4 separate regions of the Mus musculus genome follow, and all the other regions are linked to region 4. The links are chromatin contacts, called in public ChIA-PET, HiCAR-type and promoter capture Hi-C maps. All regions are on one chromosome and are shown on one strand. The core of a region is the stretch at or near the end of the contact, and the rest is flanking DNA. Distances in the headings are between cores, read along the strand shown.

What was found. Promoter capture Hi-C pulls out the DNA fragments that hold promoters and counts their contacts. ChIA-PET counts read pairs in DNA pulled down with a chosen protein or histone mark. HiCAR-type assays count read pairs that join an accessible place to other places.
Region 1: an RNA polymerase II ChIA-PET map of memory CD8 T cells shows a contact between it and region 4, with 20 read pairs. The contact joins the promoter of Nsmaf here to the promoter of Ubxn2b in region 4. A contact is called at or near these places in 7 of 39 promoter capture datasets (the C10 cell line, erythroid cells, fetal liver and 3 more), 1 of 484 Hi-C or Micro-C datasets (embryonic stem cells), 6 of 115 datasets of contacts at active chromatin or transcription factors (bone marrow-derived macrophages, effector CD8 T cells, fetal liver and 3 more) and 3 of 9 other capture datasets (adipose tissue, liver and macrophages).
Region 2: a HiCAR-type map of astrocytes shows a contact between it and region 4, with 2.9 times the contacts expected there. The contact joins the enhancer-like site here to the promoter of Ubxn2b in region 4. A contact is called at or near these places in 11 of 39 promoter capture datasets (the 3T3-L1 cell line, 3T3-L1-derived adipocytes, cranial neural crest and 6 more), 2 of 484 Hi-C or Micro-C datasets (cerebral cortex and cortical neurons) and 5 of 115 datasets of contacts at active chromatin or transcription factors (astrocytes, bone marrow-derived macrophages, cardiomyocytes and 2 more).
Region 3: a promoter capture Hi-C map of hippocampal neurons shows a contact between it and region 4, with 4 times the contacts expected there. The contact joins the enhancer-like site here to the promoter of Ubxn2b in region 4. A contact is called at or near these places in 11 of 39 promoter capture datasets (the 3T3-L1 cell line, 3T3-L1-derived adipocytes, cranial neural crest and 6 more), 2 of 484 Hi-C or Micro-C datasets (LSK cells and embryonic stem cells) and 3 of 115 datasets of contacts at active chromatin or transcription factors (astrocytes, embryonic stem cells and forebrain).

Annotation. Positions count from the first base shown.
Region 1 is chr4:6,450,616-6,455,874 of GRCm38.p6, reverse strand. It overlaps Nsmaf (neutral sphingomyelinase (N-SMase) activation associated factor), which reads left to right and starts at 1,604. Exons shown (of 31, transcript NM_010945.2): 1 at 1,604-1,890. The coding sequence starts at 1,832.
Region 2 is chr4:5,727,463-5,732,420 of GRCm38.p6, reverse strand. Fam110b (family with sequence similarity 110, member B) reads right to left here. Exons shown (of 3, transcript NM_173426.3): 2 at 2,764-2,850. Among named protein-coding and RNA genes, the nearest start is that of Gm24337, 42 kb to the right of the region's middle. Within about 2 kb of position 3,595, at least 22 of the 459 cell types and tissues checked have an H3K27ac peak or open chromatin away from gene starts, as enhancers often do. A contact at or near this core is called in astrocytes, where this site is marked.
Region 3 is chr4:5,792,448-5,797,306 of GRCm38.p6, reverse strand. All of the region lies in intron 2 of Fam110b (family with sequence similarity 110, member B), which reads right to left. Among named protein-coding and RNA genes, the nearest start is that of Gm24337, 110 kb to the right of the region's middle. RefSeq lists an enhancer at 1-480. Within about 2 kb of position 3,161, at least 91 of the 459 cell types and tissues checked have an H3K27ac peak or open chromatin away from gene starts, as enhancers often do. A contact at or near this core is called in astrocytes, forebrain and hippocampal neurons, where this site is marked.
Region 4 is chr4:6,187,906-6,193,232 of GRCm38.p6, reverse strand. Ubxn2b (UBX domain protein 2B) reads right to left here and starts at 2,128. Exons shown (of 8, transcript NM_026534.2): 1 at 2,020-2,128. The coding sequence starts at 2,103.

The DNA of each region.
Region 1 (5,259 bases), core at 355-2,854, 260 kb before region 4:
TCCCCAGCCCCACACGAGTTCCAGCCTATGTAGACAGTAGTTGAGGACAGCAACAAGATCTCTTGGCAGCTTTGAACAGGTACTGAAAGGGGCTTAGGGCCATCCGGAGGAACCCTTAGAAATGATGCCAGAGCTTTAAGGCTCTTAATATGGAGAGGGAACGAGATGGAAGTCCCCCGTTTTTGTAAGCTAAGATCAAAGCTTGAGAGAACTCAGGACCTGGATAGAATTTGGCCAAGGAGAGACTCTGTCACTCTCCACCACTACCAGGACCACATCTTTCCTCAATGTTTAATGAAAAGAAAACTTAGATTCTGGTCTATTTTTTAATTACTTTATTCCAGCCAAATTAATTTCTCTCCTTTGAGTCCATAGCATCTACTATACTATTTGCCACACAGAAAATTTTCAGATGGTATCTTAGCCATTCTCATAATCTTATGTCATTGTGCACACATGCACACAAGCTCGTTCCCAAGGACCATTAGGGTAGTTACAGAGTCTGTGCAGCACTCGGATAAAAGGAAGAGATTCACTGACATAGGGTACTCAGGTCTCTTCAGTTATGACTTCCGATCTTCCCCCACATGCTGCCAGTGATGAAGGACAGCTAATTGTTGCCATTGTTGTGCTTTTTTTTCAACCCTGCAGAACTTGATTCTTAAGCCAACACTAGGAGTGTTTCAACACACACAACTTAGAGGCTTGTTATTTGAGAGTCCCTTAAAGGTAAGCAATATCCAGCGTATTCTCAGGGTATTGAGAAATCATAACCCCAATGAAATACGAGTCATAGTTGGCAGGACAGAATATAAAAGGTAAGTATTGTTGAAGGTAAGAACCTTTCTTTACTGCTAGTGGGAGTTAAATGGATACTTTGAAAGCACAGTAGCAGACTTTCAGAGTTCACAGATGGACTTATTAAAACAGTCTAGAAACTCCACCCTTTGATTTCGACTTCACTCAACAGAAATGAAAGCATTTACACACATAAACGGGTACGTGAATGCTTATAGCCAAAAGGTGGGAACACTGCTGTGCCTGGCAACTGTTGAATATATTAACAGGAATGCAGTGTGTGATACAATGGAATACACTTCCGTGATAAAAAGGAATAGAATGTTGACTTGTGCTATACCTCAGACGAACCTTGGAAGCATTGTGCTAAATGAAAGAAATCAGACACAAAGACCACATATTGTATGGATGTTTTTATTCTAGATGTCCAGGCTAGGCAAATTCACAGAGACAGAAAGTTAAGTACTGTTTTCTAGGGCAAAGGTTTGTGGAGATGCACCTAGGAGTAGTGATTGCTAAAAGGTAAAGGTTTCTTTTTGAGATAGTAAAAATATCCCATCACTGTGATAATAGTTGCAACCTAAATATGAATATTACTAAGAACCGCTACACCATACACGGGCGAAAAAAATAAAATAAAATCCCATCGATTATTTATTTCAAAGACTGAAATTTGGGACTAAACATCCAAAAACCTTGTTATTTCAAATCCCCGCCGCCAACGAACTGGGGGGCTCCCGGGCAGGTCTCAGGCTCACGTGGGAGGTATCCTCGCCGCAGCAGCGCTGCAGAGGTTAGTCGGGGCAGTGTAGGACGCGGCTCCCGCGGCCTCAGGTCACTGCGCGCCCCTCCTCCGGGCCTGAGTCACGGCGTCGCCCGAGTCCCCACGCGAGGATGCTGCGGTGAGCGCCGTCCGGACGCCGCGGGCCCTGGGGCGCAGCGTGGGGCTCCCGGCCGCCCGCCCGCCTGCCCGCCCGGTGCGGCCGCTCGGGACTGCTCGGGACAGTCGGCGGCCTGCGAGCCCTGGGCCTCCATGGCGTTCACCCGGAAGAGGCAGCGCGAGCAGCAGCTGCAGCTCTACTCCAAGGAGAGGTGCGCGGGGCGGGAGGCCGGGCCGGGCGGCAGCCGGGGACTCTCCTGCAGGCCGCGGCCGCCTCCGGGGCCGCAGAGCCGCGCGCGGGTGGGCCCGGCTGGCGGGGGCGCCTGGGGACGCGAAGGCAGGGCGGTCCCCGCGCCCGCCCGCCCGCCGTCCCACGCCGGCGTCTCCCCACCGACCCTCCGCGCCCTGCATGGGAGGCTGTTGGGGAAGCGCGTGCGGCGGGGCGGCCGCGGTCAGCCGCGGCCCAGGGAGGACGTGGGTAGAGCTCCGGCCTCCCTCAGATCCCGTCCCCGCACAGGAAAGCGCACTTCCGCCCCGTGGGTCCCTCCCAGGGCGGTTGGTTTTGTGACCCAGCTGTGGTTCCAGCGGGAACGCGGGCTACATTTTTGTTTGTTTGTTTTGAGATGCGGGTTTGTCTGTGGGAGCCGGGATCCGACGGTCACGTTGTTGCTGAGTGGATCCAGCGAAGCAGGCTATGCCAGGAAATGCAGGTGCAGCTTTTATTCTGGGTGCTCTGCGGAGGCTTCACCTGTAGCTATTGCTCAACCCGCCCTCTTCCCCAAGCCCCGCATCTCTCTCTAAGATGTAGTGGGCTGGCAGGGTGGTCCGCGCTGAAATTACCTTTCCACCTCCGGAATTTAAATGGAATTTCTTTGTCTGGCACCCGACGACTTGTTAAGACTTGTTGGTGCTCTGTGTTACATTGAAGAGCATTCAGATTAACATTTGAAATGTTTTAAACGCGTGGCCTGTCATGTTTCTAGGACTTAGTCATTTGTAACAATCCTGTGATAAACAGCGAAATCGGACAGGGGGTGTTTTGTCGTAGATTCTGACTTATTTTAATCGTCTTACGCTGCTCTGTAATGTTAGAGGAACTCGCTGCCCCGGTTATTTCCAGCAAATGCTGGTTTGTTTACATATTATGTACATATGTTCACAGTACTCCAAGGTAGGAGTGCTCCCAGCCCAAACATTTATCAGCTGCCAGCATCAACTCTTCCCTACACTCAGCACCAGCAGCTGATTTCTACTTCCTGATCACCCCAAATTTTTATTTTGAACGTAAACCAAGCAGATTCTTTATAAATCATAGAATCCATTTTTAAAAAGGGGAACTTTTAAAAGTTAACTTTGGAAAACCAACCTTACAGAGACCCAGATCTACCATTTCTGCCCACGCGTTTCTTGGCTTATCTTTTGGCAACATTGGCTTCAAATGGGCAACGTGTTTATAAAGGTGTCGGGTTTCAGCTATCTCAGGGTTTCGCTATCTCAGAGAACAGTTCTTTCCCAGAGCTTGAGGCTAGCTTCAGAGATAACCAGGGGCCTCTCTGCTGGGTGTACTCACAGAGGGTTTAGATTTCTACAGCTACCAAACACTGAACCCAGAGAAAGAGAAACTGAAGTTAGCTTGTGTCTCTGACTGCTGATTCAGCTGCAGTTAGAATACGGTACATTTTCCACATAAGTAGAAGCTCCTGCCTGGGAGATTCTGCCGCAGTGATGACAGAAGACTGGAGAAAAGTCGGTATATTCCAGATGTTTAGTGAGATAGAGATGAACAGCGCTGGTATTGTATATGGCATTTAAGAGGGCCGGAGAAAGAAACCGGCTGGAATTGTTAGGTACGATATGAGACTCGGTTAAATATTAATTCTAGATAATTTTTTAGCAAATGTCACATGTAGATTTGGGGACATATTTATACTAAAACCACAGTACAGACTAAATATATTGTTTATCTAAAATTCCACTTCCATCTGGACATCCTGTACTGTTATTTGCTAAACAATACAACCTTGCACTCTGACTTAGATTTCAAATAACCGTGCACTGGTGCTGTTTGATGACGTTTATGGGGGCGGGAAGCTTAAGTTTTAGGACTAGAAAGGAAATAGTTCAATAAAATATTCTTGTATCCCTACAATTATGTCAGGAGACATATTGACTTTACTGGTTATTTCAAAAGGCCACGATTAGATGCCAATGAAGGCAAATGAAAAGTCAAGAGACAATTCCAATATATTCTCTGAAATACTTGGGCATGGCAGAAATGCTCTGTGGGTAAGCAAATGAGGATGCTCTACAAACTACCACTGAAGATATCTCCACTTAGGAATATTTCTGTTTAAGTTTTGTTGTCCCAACTCTTCTCATCTTAGGTGATGTAGAGGTTTAGATGGCTGAGATGCCCCGAGCCTTCAGAGAGAGAGAGAGGAGAGAGGAGAGAGGAGAGAGAGAAGAGGAGAGAGAGAGAGGGGAGAGAGAGAGAGAAAAGAGGAGAGATGTATTCTGTTGGTTTGTAAGCCGTTGTTTTAGCTCAAGCATTATTGATTATGAAGTTTCTGTTATGCCTGTATGTCACAGTCATTTCACAAACTTCCACTTTGCTCTAAATAGTCCATGGATGTGCAGTTCCTTAGTTATGCTGATATTAAATTTCTTTTACTCAGCATATTTGCTTATCAATTTAGTTTGCATTTATTTATAATACGTTTTTAGAATACGAAGTGATTTGTTATTCTCCTGTGTAACTTTCCATTTCTAATATGGAACATTCTAGTTTTTTATTCTCCGTTGTAGGTTATGCTAGGCATTAGAAACAGATATAGATAGCAGAATCAGGGCTCAGTTAATCAGGAGTGCTTTTGGATCACAAAATTGTGCCTTTAAAGAAATTGGCTCATTTTTTTAAACATATAAATCTTTGAGTGAGAAAATAAATATTGCAAATATTTGACTAACTTAGAATTTACATTGGCTTCATCAAAAATGCTTAGTAGTCCATTTCCTTATTCCATTATTATCTCAAATTAACTTATTCCCAAACAAGAATCTACTCATAAATAGAATTTGAGGCTTTTTTTGCTGTATGATTTGCATTATCTCTGTCTTTTAAGTGTGGTAGAAATAGCAAAAGGCATTAAGGATTCAGTACTTAATTATAGTTTCTTCCCTCCATCCCTCCCCCACCCTCATTCTTCCTTCCTTTTTTTTTTTTTATGAGCCCATACTTCCCAAGAGCTGTGATTACGAGCATGCATCATACCTAAGACTGTATTAACCACTGTACAATATTTTCCTTTTTTGCTGTTCTTGATACACTGGGGATGGAACTCAGGGCCATGCATGGTAGATAAACACTTGAAGTCTGAGTTATATCTTTGGCCTGGTTTCTTCTAAATACCACTGCAGTCTCAATTTTTATCACCAGATTTTTAGAAATTGCCTAGCATTTTAACTCAAAAGATTTTGAAAATTAGCGTTTCATTTTGTTTCTTTTTTCCCCTAGTGCTGAGGATTGAGCACAGTGACTTTCAGATGGTAGGCAATATTCTAGCCAGCCCCGTTACTTACTA
Region 2 (4,958 bases), core at 2,346-4,845, 460 kb after region 4:
AAACTAACTTTATTAGTTACTTAAGTTTGATTAAGATAGCAACTAAGTAAAAGCAAAGGGAACTATAAGTTTGTTTTCTGAAGCTGCATTCTCTAGAGGGCCTCTCATCTCAGTAAGTCGTACCCTCATCTCTTTTACAATGGCACAGGCCACATGTTCAGGGATTCTCTTGTTCTAGGATAATTAAACTAAACAGGCATTCGGGGAAAAGAGCACAGTAGGTTCATTTTGTTTTAATCATTTCATGCCTTCATTTCCCTTTTTAGTTTCTTTGAACAGGGAGCCATTTCAAGCACCTAGTGTCGACTCAAAAACAACATCATTCTAAGTACACTGTTGAGAGCACTGAAAAATGCTGGTGATGGAAATACATATGTAACTATAGGGATGATAACCTAGATAATGCACTAGCTTATATAGGAACTGAGGTTAAGGACCATCAGGGTATTAACCTATACAGTGCACAAGCTTAGATGGGAACAAAGGTTACGGGCCGGACCATCGAGATGCAAAAAGAAATTGGCAGATAAAAGCACATGGGCAAGAGTAAAACAAAAACACATACTTCTTACATTTCTTGCAGCACTTTAAAGAATGTTTCTATGTCATTTAGGAGAAAACTGCAAAAGATTACAAAAACAAATCTAAGTATTTTTACTCACTAACCTGACCCTATCAGAATTAACCAGGGCAAGGCTAAGAATTGGTATGGATAACCAGCTAATATGTAGATAAACCACACTGTTCAATCTTTCTAACCATCCAAACATAGGATCTGGATCAGTAGCTCTGATAAAGTGCCACATAATTACTTAGGCCCAGGAAGATACCCGACTGCCATCCCTGGATACCAAGAAGAGAACCTCCTGTCTTGTGTTAATACTGTACCAAATACTTTCCTCACCTTCCTATGTCTAGACATCTTACCAATATCTCTATTGACTCCTGTTATTCCCATTTGGCATTTGGGATAAGATGGTAGACAGACAAAAGTGAATAGAGCAATCCATCTGCTTGGTCCGAGAACGGGAGAGCTGAGGTCTCTTCCTGTTCCACAGATCTCCCTGGGTATTTTTTCGTCTCTAGGGATGCAAGCACAATTGTTCCTAGCAGGTACCTGTTGATCATATACATCATGTAGGCACATATGTGAACAGGAGTGCAAGGATCATGGCAGGTGTTGAAACGTCATGGTTTGTGCCAAACCTTTCAGGCTTATCACCGTGTCTCAGGAGACCCCCTCAGTAATGGATTTACTAGGATGGCTACACACCTTAGAACACTGGATCTCCAATGCCGTGGTGACTGCCCCCCCCCAAATAAAATTATATTCATTGCTACTTCATAACTGTAATTTTGCTACTGTTATGAATCATAGTGTAAATATCTAGCTCTTCTAACGGTCTTAGGTGATCCCTGTCCTGTGAAAGGATTGTTTGACAACTCATGGGCTAATAAGCACTGCTGTTCTAGAACAGTGCAGAGTGGAGAATACAGGACCAGTTGGAAGCATTCCCTGCTAAATCCACCTGTGCTGAGGCACAGTTCTAGAACTCTAGCTCTACCAGGGTTAGAGAAAGAAGACAGTGAGTTTCGCTCAGCCAACCGAAGCCCTAGCTTCCACGTGAGAACCTACAGCTAAAATAATGGTGAATAAACTTCAGGGTGCAGTGTTGAGGGATGCCAGGGTCTTTCCCTAAAATCAGTCCCATGCTGTAGATTGCAGAATTCTACCTTGCTTAGGCCAATTCTTTGGCAGCAGAGTTAGACTGGGAGGTTCCTGAAGAAGTGATAACATCAGCCAAGCTTATCTTAAAGAATGCAATAGAAGTAGTCATAAAATGCATGGTGGACTATGTAAGTGATGCCATATCACATGTGCATGCTGGGAAGGGGCTGGAAGAAAGCTGTCCATCAAAGTGAAGGCCAGGTTCACCTGCTATGTGGTCAGAGGTTGTGGCCCTGATACTATGGAAGACCTTTCCCACTCCTTGTCTCACAGAACGTGTGACTCAACTAGAGAGAGATAGGGTTTTTCTATCCCGTCCCAACATTTTTGGTTGATAACATTGAGCTCTCTGTCCTTCTAGAAAGGGATCCATCTGCTTCCTATCCAGCCACTGTTTATCCCCTTCCTCAGTCTGCTCTTCCCTAAATGGGTTTGACGAGGAGAGGAGAAACAGAAAGATTTCTGTGTTGTCTCTGTTTGTGGAAGAGACCAGGAAGAAGACCTAGGAATGGATGGCTATGTATTCAAGCACCTTGAGGCCAGGTCTGCAGGTCTGGCTGATCTGAAACATCTATGTGGTCCTCTCTGTCTCAGTCCCTAGAGTGGAATTCAGCCCCTGTTCTCATCACTCCAATTCTCATGATGGCCATCAGCTCACCACATCAGCTCCCAGGACCCACATCCTCATCTCCTCCCCAATCTCAGAGTGTTTACTTCTCATTCAGGGGCAAAGAGGCTAATTTCTTAAGTTGTCTTCAAACTCGGGCACATAAGCAGAGCCTTCTGAATACCTGGGAGGTTAACGGTAAACATTCCTGTCCATAGCAAATGGCAATTATTAGCACATATACAGACAAGAAATGAGAAACCTTGGTGAGAGCATCTTGGTCATGGCTGGGCTTACTTATTTATTTAGTGTCTGAGAGCAAAATATTTAAGATCACAGGCTCTTTGTCTTAATAACAATGACACAGGTTTTAGACGCAATCAATATCTTCTGCTTAGAATGGATGAAAGCAAAGCCATATACTTACCTAAAAGGCAATGAGTATTTTATGGAATGCAGACAGAAGCCAAGGAAAACCTTCCTTGCTTAAAGCACTCTCTGAAGCAGGAGGTGTCTGAAACAAACAGGAAGAGAAGGTTGCTAGTGTTTTCTTATTTAGCAAAAATAGGGAGACCATTAAATGTATTCAGCAACAGAAAATGGTAATTCCATTAAAATTAGCTAATATATTTAAATACTAGGTAGCAGACACACAAGTAACACTAATGCATTCATTTTTGTGTATTTTATTTATAAGGTACTTCTACATTTCAACCCCTGCTTTACTTTGTTTTTAGAAAAGAATTTCACCCCAAGAACAAGTCTACAGAAAGACCAATGTGAAGTGCGATGAGCGAAGTCACATAAGCACAGTGTCAGCACTGGCTGCTGTAAGCACCCACAGAGCAGGAGACCCAGGCCCACCCAAGGGAAGACCTAGTAAGCATCAATCGGCAAGCTGGAGCAAAGATCCTGGTAGCCACCTGATGTTCCTGCTACAAGTAGCTCTTCCTTCCTTCCTTCATTTATTCATTCATTCAGCAAGTACTGACTGAGCATTTTCTGTGAGCCAACTACTGTTCAAGGCTCTAAGGGTTTAAGACAAAAATCTGTGATTTGTTGGAATTTACAATCCAGAGAAGAGTAATTGGGGAAGAAAAACAAAATAAAAAACAGATACCATCACTGTCCCGCTGACATGTGGGCACTGAGAAAAGCATAATGGGGTTATGGCTGAGAACCCTAGGGAAGCACAGTCCAGGCAGAGAGAAAAGCCAAGCTCCTAAGGCCAACTGGCCTGGCTGTGCAAGGAACCCAAAGGCCAAAGAGGGGGGGTGTGTGACTCAGCTCAGGGGTGACCAGGGCAAGTATGTGGCACACATAGGACGCCACACAAGGCAGAAGCTTGGAGAATGTTTACTTAGAAGGCAGGCTGGAAAGAAGCAATCAGATGTGCCAGGCCTAAGAAAAGCGTGGCTTCCCCAGGCCATCATGCCTGAGTGCTGCTGGCTACCCAGGCTAGCATTAAAGAGGAGCAGTCTTGCAGACTCAGCCAGTGGGGTGCTGTGACAGTTACAAATAGAGGCTACTCACTTCAAGGTTTGAAAAGGAAAGTACCCAAGCTGGTTAGGGAAAGCACTGTAAGAGGGGCTAGCAGGTTCCTTGGCTAAAGAATGAACACAATACCAACTTTTCATTTAGTGACCTTTACATACAGTAAGATATGGCAAAAATTCTTAGCCCTTGAAGTTATACTCCCTTCCCAATTCATCAAGACTTAAAAGACATCTAAATTTAAAGCATATGAAGCTTGCAGAACTACTTTCTAAACGTGCTGGAAAGGCAGATGCCGTGGTCATGGCAAGGTGCAGCAGAGAGCTATAGTCAAAGGCCAGGTTTTACAAGCAGATCTTTACTGAGTATCTCGAAAATAAAGGACAAATCATTTAATAATCAACTGGCACCCAAGACCAGAAAGAGAGTTTTATGGCAATGCAAACAAATCCAAAATTAATCATAATTAATCATTGAATTACTTAAAATATAACAGTCATCAAAGTGTTTTGTGATTCTTTCTAGGTGAATTTCAAATAAGTGGGTACATTATTAAGTCCACTGTGATACAGATTAACAATAAAAATATTTCCAGGCAGCAGCCTTACATGCATTCTGAGAAAAATCAACAGAGGAAGAGAGTAAATGATAGTTTATAGTTCTTAGGTGTCGAAAATAGAACATGACGATACTTCCAGCCTGAGTAGCAGATGTGTTGTATCAAGGAGAAAACTAGTAAGCTGTGGTCCAGGCTGCATCTTCAAGCCCATCTTCCACCTCCTTGCAACAAACTGGTTCCTCACTGGGATCACCTAACCAAGGCAGAGGTCTGCTTCTGCTCCCACTACTAGTTATTTAATGTCTGTCTTTCCAGGGAAGCACTTCTTAAAGGAAGGGTCAAGTCTTTCACTCACCCCCCCCCCGACCCCAAATTAAACCAAACTAACCAACCAAAAAAAAAAAAAAAAAAAGTAAACAGAGCCTAGCTTATGGTAAACATCTCTTATTGCAGAATAAAATAATGAAAGAAGAATAAATCTATTTAAATTTTTTTCAGATCCAGGCAATTTCAAAAGAGTCAACCCTGAAATAGTCATCAACTGCTAATGCCATCTTCCCGTTCTTTGG
Region 3 (4,859 bases), core at 1,912-4,411, 400 kb after region 4:
GATACATCTAGCTAGCATGCTGAGTTACAAAGGTGAACAACATCTAAGGTGATATTACTGTAAGTTTTTCCTGTCATGTGAGATACTGAACACAGGGAGGAAATAACCGGCATCTCTCCTGATAATTTTCTCAAATGCTTCGCCTCTAAATACAATCTATCCTGCTTTATTGGAGCCAATTTTCGTAATCTGCAAAGGGATTTGTTTTAATAAAAATGTGTCCTATGCAATATTTGAGAAACCCCAAGGTGATGAATACATAGTGATTTCCTTTAATTGTGCGATTCTAGTTTGATGCCTCAATTTGGTGAAAAAAAAAAAAAATCAAACAGAAAACAACACCCTGCCACCACCCACAAAAATTAAGTGAGATTCTTTCTTTGAATGTAATTTGAAGAAAACTGCTGGAAGAAGCCCTAATTCTTTGAGCCTGTATGTTGGTTAATCTGCTATTTAGGTTAGGGTCCATCTCACTGGGCAGGGAACAGGGGTGTCTTGAGGAAAGCAGCATCCTGGGCTCTACTGAGCAGACAGCATAGCAACCAGCAAGCCTGGGCGGGGAGGCAAGCCCAGCGATCACAGGTATGGTATGGAAGAGAGAGATGCACACAGTCAGCCTATCTGAGGAAGGTGTCACTGTGGCCTTAGAAATACTTTCTCTGTGACCTCCTCCTTTTTAACTTTTACCCCTTTGCCTTAGAAGCCAGAGTACCCCCTCCCCCTGCAGCTCCCTCTAGAAGCAGGGTATAGAACCCACAACCTTCCCTTAGGTAGATCGTATGTTTTAATGTGCTCTCTGTGCATCAAAAAACCAGGTGGTTCACCTTCGGCCTTTGAGCTTTTAATCCAAAGGCTCTAATCTAATGTAAACCTAAAATCAACTATTTTCCTGGATTTTTTTGTTTGTTTTTGTTTTGGGTGTGTGAGAAACAAGAAAGAGTCTTTTATATAGTACTTTACCCATGGTTAACTATACAACTGTCAAAATGCCTCTATGTCAGGGAAAATGCTGGAAGGTTAGAAAAGAGTGAAGAGTGGGCCTTAGATCTATGCCTAAAGAGAGTAGCCCTCCAAGGTACCCACAGATGGATCAGAAGGCAGCAGCTGAGCGACCTTTCATGGGCATGAATTAGATAAAAGTCCTATAATCCATTCCTGCTCAGAAACATTGTGGCTCAAGGACCCAAGGCAGGTGGTCATTTTAAATTTCAAAATGGGCTGTAGAATATTGGTGACTGACTTAACTTCCCATGCTTTCTGCTTGGACTGTTCTTAGGGGAACTTTCTCCTGAGTAAGGGGTGTGGTGGTGATCAGACAGCATCACTGGTACGACATCCTGACATCCTCGCTGGCCTATGCTCCTCTCTGCTCTCCTCTCTTCCACTTTCACTCTATTATGATCAAAGGCACAGCACATTATCACCACGGCCCAGCTAGCCTGCATGCCCAACCACCTGTGAAGGCAGGCTTTGGTCACCTCTGAAACTCTAAAACCCATCAGTACTCTGAATTCACAAGACTGGGAAATACCAATGCATCTTCTAGGAGCCTTTTCTAGAAAAATGTCTGTTCTTCTTTTCCTATTACTTTCTTCACTCCTGAGACTGGCATCCTTGGGAAGGCTCCTTAGGCTTCTTAGAAACTGCTAGAAATTGGCCATCATGGAATTGTAAAGCCAACATGGAAGAATGTTAAAAACAGTGACACTTTGTAACCACCTCCTATTTTTTCTTTCCATTTCAAGGTCTTCCCTTCCTTCTGGGCCATTCTCATTTCTGTAATAATTTTTAAATAGTAATGAGAGAATACCCAAATAATCAAAAGGCATTGTGGGAAGACTCCAAGGAAAGGGAAAAGCTACTGACATGTTTGGTAGTCAAGGATATTAACAGTCATACTTGATGCCTGCTATGTCCAGTAGCTGGACGTAATGTGGTGGTGTAGGTTGCTCTCACTTAATCCACGGCATCTGCTCCACTATTTCACATGGGGAGCTGTTGTCAGGGCACAGCTGTACAAGCCAGGAGAGATAATCTGAACTGTACGGTATAGATGATCCAGGAGGTGCCCCGGAGCTGTTATCTCAATGTCACAGACAAAGTAACCATGCAGTCCTCCAGGGAATGCTGTAGAGCACAAGACCCTGACATCTGGCACAGGCTCTCTAGTGTGGCTGGGATTAATCACAGCAGTGAGGCCAACTGCTGGGCTCGGACTGGGGAGCTGAGCTTTTTTTAGGGAAAGGAAAAATTGATCTCGCTCTCATAATGTTCCATAAATAAAAGCAACTATAAAGTCTTGCTTTGTTTTTCTTTCCCTTTGGTGGTGGGGACAGAATCCCAGGCTTGCTCATGCAGTAGCACAGCCTTTATCACTGGCCATACCCCAAGCAGGGCTTACTCTCAGACTCAGGGCGCATGGCTGAGGAGGCAGAACCTGACGGACAACCTGACAAAGGGAGAGACTTCCCCTCAGATCATGCTGGCTCCATTCTATACCTGAAGGATAAAAAGACCAGGATAAAGAACGATGGTTGAGTTATACAGCAAAATAGCTGGGTATATCAGGGCAGATGTAAGCTCCAAAGCTATTGTGGGTGTAAGTGCCATGATGTTTGATGGAGTTCTGGGCTGGATGGAGGCTTCCTGGTCACTGGCGCTGTACTAGTCTCAAGAATAATACATGAGAATGCCAAGTGGGATTCAGGAGATTTCCATGAAGGCCCACATTCTCCATTTCTTGTTAGATCCTAAGAGATGCTATTGTATTAGAGTAGCGAGGAGGGAGGAGAGGAGGCCCAAGTCTGGCTTCATGTGTAAACTACAGAACTCACATTACAACATCACAGGAATGGCTAAAGCCACCTCAGATTTTTAAAACAAGTGTTTTGCATCCTTCTAATTTCTTCTTTATCAGCCACTCATGGGGTTATTTAGGTAAAGCCCTGTCAAAATGATATGATATATTAGGGAACATTTAGAACCTTGAGGGGTTAGGGCCAGAAAATATCCTCTATGCACATAGTTCATCTGAAAATGTCCTCTAGTCAGTACTCCTGTAGCTAGGCAAGGCATGCCTAGCTCTGCTCCTGGGCAGCTGGGCTGCTGAGGGGAGAGTGCCCGACTTGAACAAGAAGCCCCAGTTCAGGGCTGCCCAGGAACACGTCTCTCTGTTGCTTAGGAGCAAATCCAGAATTCTGCATAACAGTCTGTCTCATGAAACTCTGTAAGCCAAGCCTGCTCGATTGAGTCGTTTCTTCTCCTTTACTCCATGCTTTTGGTAAATAAAAGAGGAGCACCCTCCAAACTGTAAGTAGGAAAGAAAGCCACTAGAGTCAGAGCACAGTCTGTGGGAACTGAACACACCCACAGAGGTTTCCAAGTGTGAAAGTGGGTCACTCTCCTGGGCACTGCGGCGGTGTAAGTCCGGGAGCAATGCTTCAAAGAGCATGCCTGGCTAATTCCACTCAAAGTCTGCGGAACAGCTCAGTCTTGATTTGCTTATGCATAGAAGCAAACATGTTGGTCTGGTGAGCTGGAAATGCCCTGCTCATTCAAGGGAGTACACAGCAGGCAAGTGCAGCTGCCGGGCCTCTGAACCAGGATTGCAGATCTAATTCTTTGGGTCTCTCCACCTCTGCGCACACATGATCCAGTGTGTGTGTTACTGAACTCTGCCATGTGGCCTCTGGTCTAGTGCCCCTGCTTTTACTTTACAGGTTGGCTCTGGCAAGGTTTGTCTCTTTCTTTCTTTCTTTCTTTCTTTCTTTCTTTCTTTCTTTCTTTCTTTCTTTCTTTCTTTCTTTCTTTCTTTCAACTTATGACTTTAAGCATAAAATTGCAACATGATTAGGAGCAATCCCAATATCTACATCCTAGAATTTTCTTTTCTGAAAACACAGTCATATCATTTTCATGCGCCCTTCTGAATCCTTTTCCAATGCAAGGAATGCACTCAAAGTGTGAGCACTCACTAAAGTATGCACTGTGTGCAGCCTAGTGATTTTTATCTAATGACTGGGCAGTTATGAGTAAGCTGTCAGGCAGAAAAGCCACAGACAATGCAGGGAAATTCAGGCCCATCTGCTGAAGAGTAGTTAAGTAATGTGGTGGGAATGTCGTCAGCCTAGCAACAACAGTCAACTAACTTGAAAGACACTGATGGCCAATGAGCATGACAGGGGACAAAGGGACAAGACTGCTAGTAGGAGAGACAGAAGGACATTGGATTTTATAGACAGCAATGAGAGGCCAGGAAGAGAAGTGAAGCTATAATAACATGGTCACAGTTTTACCTTTAAAACAAAAATTCCCTGCCAATTTGGGGCCAGGTTAAAGACTTGTTGTTAGGTTTCAAACCCAGGACAGGCTGAGGTGCATCTCTTGGTCCCATACTGCATCCTCCAGCAGAAGGGACTGGGCTGCTCTTCCCCCACAGTCTCTTCTCTATATAATCCAGATGTTTTTGGCTATTCACCCCTTTCGTACCTTTGGTCTCCTGGCTGCTGCACCTTCTACCCCTCTCTCCCCTCTTTCTTCACCTCTCCCTCTTCCCACATGGCTCAAGGTCATGTCCACTCTGAACTCTCGATGTCTCTGCCTGTGCTATGCTCTCCCACATATGTGTAATAAGCTTTTCTCCTCTGCCATACCTAGGAGCAGCCATGTCCATTTCCTTTCCTTTTCTTTGTCTATTAACTTACTAAACACAACTACAGAAGAAACAGCTGGAAAATGAAGTTGAAAACGCAGATGACTAATATCCACTTCAACTTTCAACAAGTTCTCTAAACTAAAACTGGAATGTTTTCCATGCTCAGCCTTCCACTGAAGCAGATTTTAATGTGCCTGTCTCCTGT
Region 4 (5,327 bases), core at 879-3,378:
CCAAATGCTAATCTGGATGGAAACACGGAATTAAGAGCAGCAATCCTGTTGATATTATTCTGGAGGAACATTGGGAAATATGCAATTAAATACCTTAAACAACTTTAAACCCTATGACGAATTGCCTGGAGGACACTACACAACAGCCTTAGAAACAGTCCAGAAGTCACAACAGAGAGACACTTCAGGAGATAACTATATAGCCCTCTTCCTAAAACCCTCCTTCCTGATGTAGAGGCTGACAGACTATTCTGAATGGCAGCTGAGATAGATTTCTGTTCAGCTGGTCATTAATTCACTGGTTTTTATCTCCTACCTGATGCTGATCTCTGCATTCTCCAAGTTCATCTTCTGAACTGCCTTTGTTTTGTTTTGTTTTGTTTTGTTTTGTTTTTTGCTTTGTTTTATTTTGTTTTTTTGTTTTTTGTTTTTTGTTTTTTTTTTGGCATTCAGTGATGCTTCAAACTATGCTTAGTTCTCCAAACAGTTATGAAGGTGTCCAAAAGGTTATATGTGGTTAAAATAGAGACTGTTCAGGACAATTAAACCTAGATTATTCATAAAACAAAATAGAATTCCTGAATGAGGCAGCTTCTAGACCCAGAGCATGTTGGGAAAACTCCAAGTGACAATAAGATGTGACTTTATGAAAACTAGCAAGCCAGACACAGAAAATACACTGCCTCACTAGTGTGCTGTTTAGTTTTATGTCAACTTGACAAAGCCAGAGATATCAGGGAAAGGGGGGCTCGATGAAAAAAAAATGCCTTCATAAGGCTGTAGGCAAGTCTTTGGAGCATTTTCTTAATTAGTGATGGATGGTGGAGGGCCACACACACTATGGGTGGTGCCAAACCGGGGCTGTGAGCCCAGGGTCCTATAAGAAAGCAGGCTGAAGAAACCTTGGGGAGCAAACCAGTACGTAGCACCCTTCATAGCCTCTGCATCGGCTCCTGCCTCCATGTTCCTGCTCTGACGTCCTGTCTGATAAGGAACTGTGAGTGGAAGCATGAGTCTTTCCTCCCCAAGCTGCTTTGGTCATGGTGTTTCATCACAGTGACAATTACTCTAAGATAACGAGCTAACTGGCTCCGGGGTCACCGGAACCAACCAGTGCTCAATTAATACCATTAGAATTCTGCATTGGCTTGGTCTGTAAAGCTGCTTTACAAGCCTGTTTCAAATCTGAGACCTTTCACAAAATTTGATAGCACACAACAGTATCCACTACTACTTCTGGATTTGATGTCCTATTTGTATCCACATTTCCCAGAGCTTCAGCACAAAGTTAGAATGGCAAACGGTCAGTACGTCTGGTTACAGAATGAAGACCTGCTATAAAAATGCTCTGTCAAGGTTTGCGAATCCAGGCTCATTTATTCTGAACTATAACCCCTAATATATGTTTAATCGTTTGAGTTTTATCAATGATTTCATGAGGAGATAGAAAAAAAAGGCTAAAATGGACAAGCAGTATTAGCATCGGACAAGTGTTTAGCTAATGCCAGCATCCTAACATTGCTGAGTTTTATTTCTGTTAAGCTGTTTTGTGAACTCTTTCAAGCGAGCTGTGACCAAAGCCTGAACTGTTTTAAGCTCTCCCCTGCAAAACCGCAGGCTTTTGGAGAAGAAAGTGCTTTTAATGTATAAATCATCAAACGTGAAAAAGCATCCAGGAGAACAAACCAGCACGCGTCATTTTTAAAGTTACTTTTTTAGTGATGGCTGATTTATCACTGGCCACAGCAACTCCCCAAATGCAGGCAGCATCAGCTGGGAGGCACCCAGATGGCTCGGCAAAATGACATTTGCTTTGTGCATCCAGCGTGAAGGGAACCCCTGTACCGCCGCCTGAGGCTAGGGCACAGGATTCCACACGCACCCCTCCGCAATGCGCCTCCAGGAGAGACCCTCCAGTTCTCCGGAGACAGGCTCAGGTGAGGTACAAAGTGGCTCTGGCCCGCGCCCGCCATGCCCACGCCCTCTCGCCCGCCGCCGCCGCGCTCCATGCCTGCGCACCTGTAAGTCCCGCGCACTTGGGGGCCGTGGCCTGGAGGACCCACGCTCCTGCTCCTCCGGCTCCGCACGGCCACCCTCCGCCATCTTTCACCCGCTTGCGGCGCCTGCCCCGGACCGCGACTTCCGGGGTTGGTTGCTTAGCGACTGTGGAAGGGGCGGAGCCACTCCGTGACTCCCACTGCCTTGGAGAGGGGGCGGAGCCGTGCCGGGTTCGTGGTGTTCCTCCGGGCTCCTTTTCCCCCCACCAGCCGGTGCGCACTCGCTGTAGGGTTCCGGTCCGCAGGGCTCGCCAGTTTTTCAGTTTTTGAGATCTCTCTATAGTCACCATTCGACTCGCTGGGAGATGCTGTAGGTTGCCTTTAGAGCGCAGCGTTGTCTTCCAAGTTCATTTAACTCAACAATGCAATATCTTAGCAGATGAACAACTCCACCTTTCATTTCCCCTTATCTGTCATTTTCCCTTATCCAGGATTGGATGGTAAATTAGTCCTTCTGAGTGGATCCGTATTGAGGATAGGAAACACGGTAAAGCTTTTGGCAATGAGAATGGAGACTCTTAAGCCATCTTCTTTTCTGCTGGGATTGACTTAACTCTCATCTTAAGTCCCAGACACTTACACCTCCAAGAATTGCCTCCCAAGAAAAAAAAAAGAAGCCTTTATGAAATTTATAAGCTAGGAAGGGAAAGAAAGATATAAGCAGGTAACAGAGTACACTTTACTTTGCAAAGAGTATTTATTACTCGCGGACTGTATGTGAATGGAGAATACTCTCTTGGTGCCTGTTGTGTGTACCATGCTAGGTGGGAGCCTACAGCCTGCTGCCTTGGCTGTTCTTTGAGTTTCGAGCACTTAAAAAAAATAAACAAAAACAAAAACTTATGAGGTAGAGAAGATGAAACTGAGAGGTCTGCAACAGACCTTTTAGAATTAAATCCACATCTTAGCTACTTTTCTTGGTTGCCCCTGGTATGTAGATACAGCCACACAGGCTTTCAGGTTTCCCACGAAGACGCTAATCACATGATTGTTTTAAAAAAAATAAAATGTGTGTCCTTTTCTCCTGAAAATTTATTTAGTTCAGTTTTATTTTCAGCTTGAGACTCAGAAGGCAAAGGATAATGGTCCCTCTCCCCAGTTCAGTTAACTCAACAGTGCTCCACTCATATTGCTGAGTATGTAATGATGTACTTGAGCGAGGCAAATGATAATTAAACTAGAAACTAGCAGTACAAGTTACCAAACCTTGCATTGCTGTCTTGATACACATTCTGCCTTAAAAATTCCCATCATGTTTTTGACAAGAAATGACCTTTTAATGTTGGGCCTTGAAGGAGAAGAACTTTTCACAGTTGTTGGGCCAGGAAAGACCACAAGTAAAAAGTCACAGATAAGTTCTAAGACAGATAATGGAAACATCTTACACATGTCAGCAAAATACTACCTGGTTGTTTAGAAATGATTTTTTTTTTTAGAAGCGATTATGAGGTGGTCAGAAAGAGCCTTAGACTAGAGTTTTGGGCTAAGTTAGATTCTGATGTGTAAGCAGCCAGGCTTATTTACTGGGCCAAGGTCACCAGATGTGGCCTTGAGTAATGAAAATCAGTCCAACTGGAGAGACCACAGCAAGACTGAGACTGTGACAATTCTTTTCAATTTTTTTATTAGATATTTTCTTCATTTATATTTCAAATGCTATCCCGAAAGTCCCTTATACCCTCCCCCCACCCTGCTCCCCTACCCACCCACTCCCACTTTTTGGCCCTGCCATCCCCCTGTACTGGGGCATATAAAGTTTGCAAGACCAAGGGGCCTTCCTAGGCCATCTTCTGCTACTAGAAGAAGATGCAGCTAGAGACACAAGCTCTGGGGGTACTGGTTAGTTCATATTGTTGTTCCACCTATAGGGTTGCAGACCCCTTCAGCTCCTTGGGTACTTTCTCTAGCTCCTGCATTGGGGCCCCTGTGTTCCATCCAATAGATGACTATGAGCATCCACTTCTGTATTTGCTAGGCACTGGTATAGTCACCAGAGACAGCTATATCAGGGTCCTTTCATCAAAATCTTGCTGGCATATGCAATAGTATCTGCGTTTGGTGGCTGATTATGGAATGGATTCCCCTGGTGGGGCAGAATCCCATTTTTCAATAGGGTTATTTGATTTTCTGGAGTCCATTTTCTTGAGTTCTTTATATATATTGGATATTAGACCCTTATCTGATTTAGGGTTGGTAAAGATCCTTTCCCAATCTGTTGGTAGCCTTTTTGTCTTACTGACAGTGTCTTTTGCCTTACAGAAGCTTTGCAATTTTATGAGGTCCCATTTGTCAATTCTTGATCTTAAAGCACAAGCCATTGCTCTTCTGTTCAGGAATTTTTCCCCTGTGCCCATATTGTGGAGGCTTTTCCCTACTTTCTCCTCTATAAGTTTCAGTGTCTCTGGTTTTATGTGGAGTTCCTTGATCCACTTAGACTTGACCTTAGTACAAGGAGATAAGAATGGATCAATTCGCATTCTTCTACATGATAACTACCAGTTGTGCCAGCACCACTTGTTGAAAATGTTGTCTTTTTTATCACTGGATGATTTTAGCTCCCTTGTCAAAGATCAAGTGACCATAGGTGTGTGGGTTCATTTCTGGGTCTTCAATTCTATTCCATTGATCTACCTGTCTGTCGTTGTACCAGTACTATATAGGGTTTGTTTGTTTGTTTGTTTGTTTCCACAATTGCTCTGTAGTACAGCTTTAGGTCAGGCATGGTGATTCCACCAGCAGTTCTTTTATCATTGAGAAAAGTTATTGCTATCCTAGGTTTTTTGTTATTCCAGGTGAATTTGCAAATTGCCCTTTCTAATTCATTCAAGAATTGAGTTGGAATTTTGATGGGGTTGAATCTGTAGATGGCTTTTGGCAAGATAGCCATTTTTACTATATTGATCCTGCCAATCCATGAGCATGGGAGATCTTTCCATCTTCTGAGATCTTCTTTGATTTCTTTCTTCAGAGACTTGAAGTTTTTATCATACAGACCTTTCACTTCCTTAGTTAGAGTCACACCAAGGTATTTTATATTATTTGTGACTACTGTGGAGGGTGTTGTTTCCCTTTAGGGTGTTTAATTCCTTTCTCAGCCTGTTTATCCTTTGTGTAGAGAAAGGCCACTGATTTGTTCGAGTTAATTTTATATCCAGCTACTTCACTGAAGCTGATTATCAGGTTTAGGAGTTCTCTGGTGGAATTTTTAGGATCACTTATATATACTATTGTATCATCTGCAAATAGTGATATTTTGACTTCTTCCTTTCC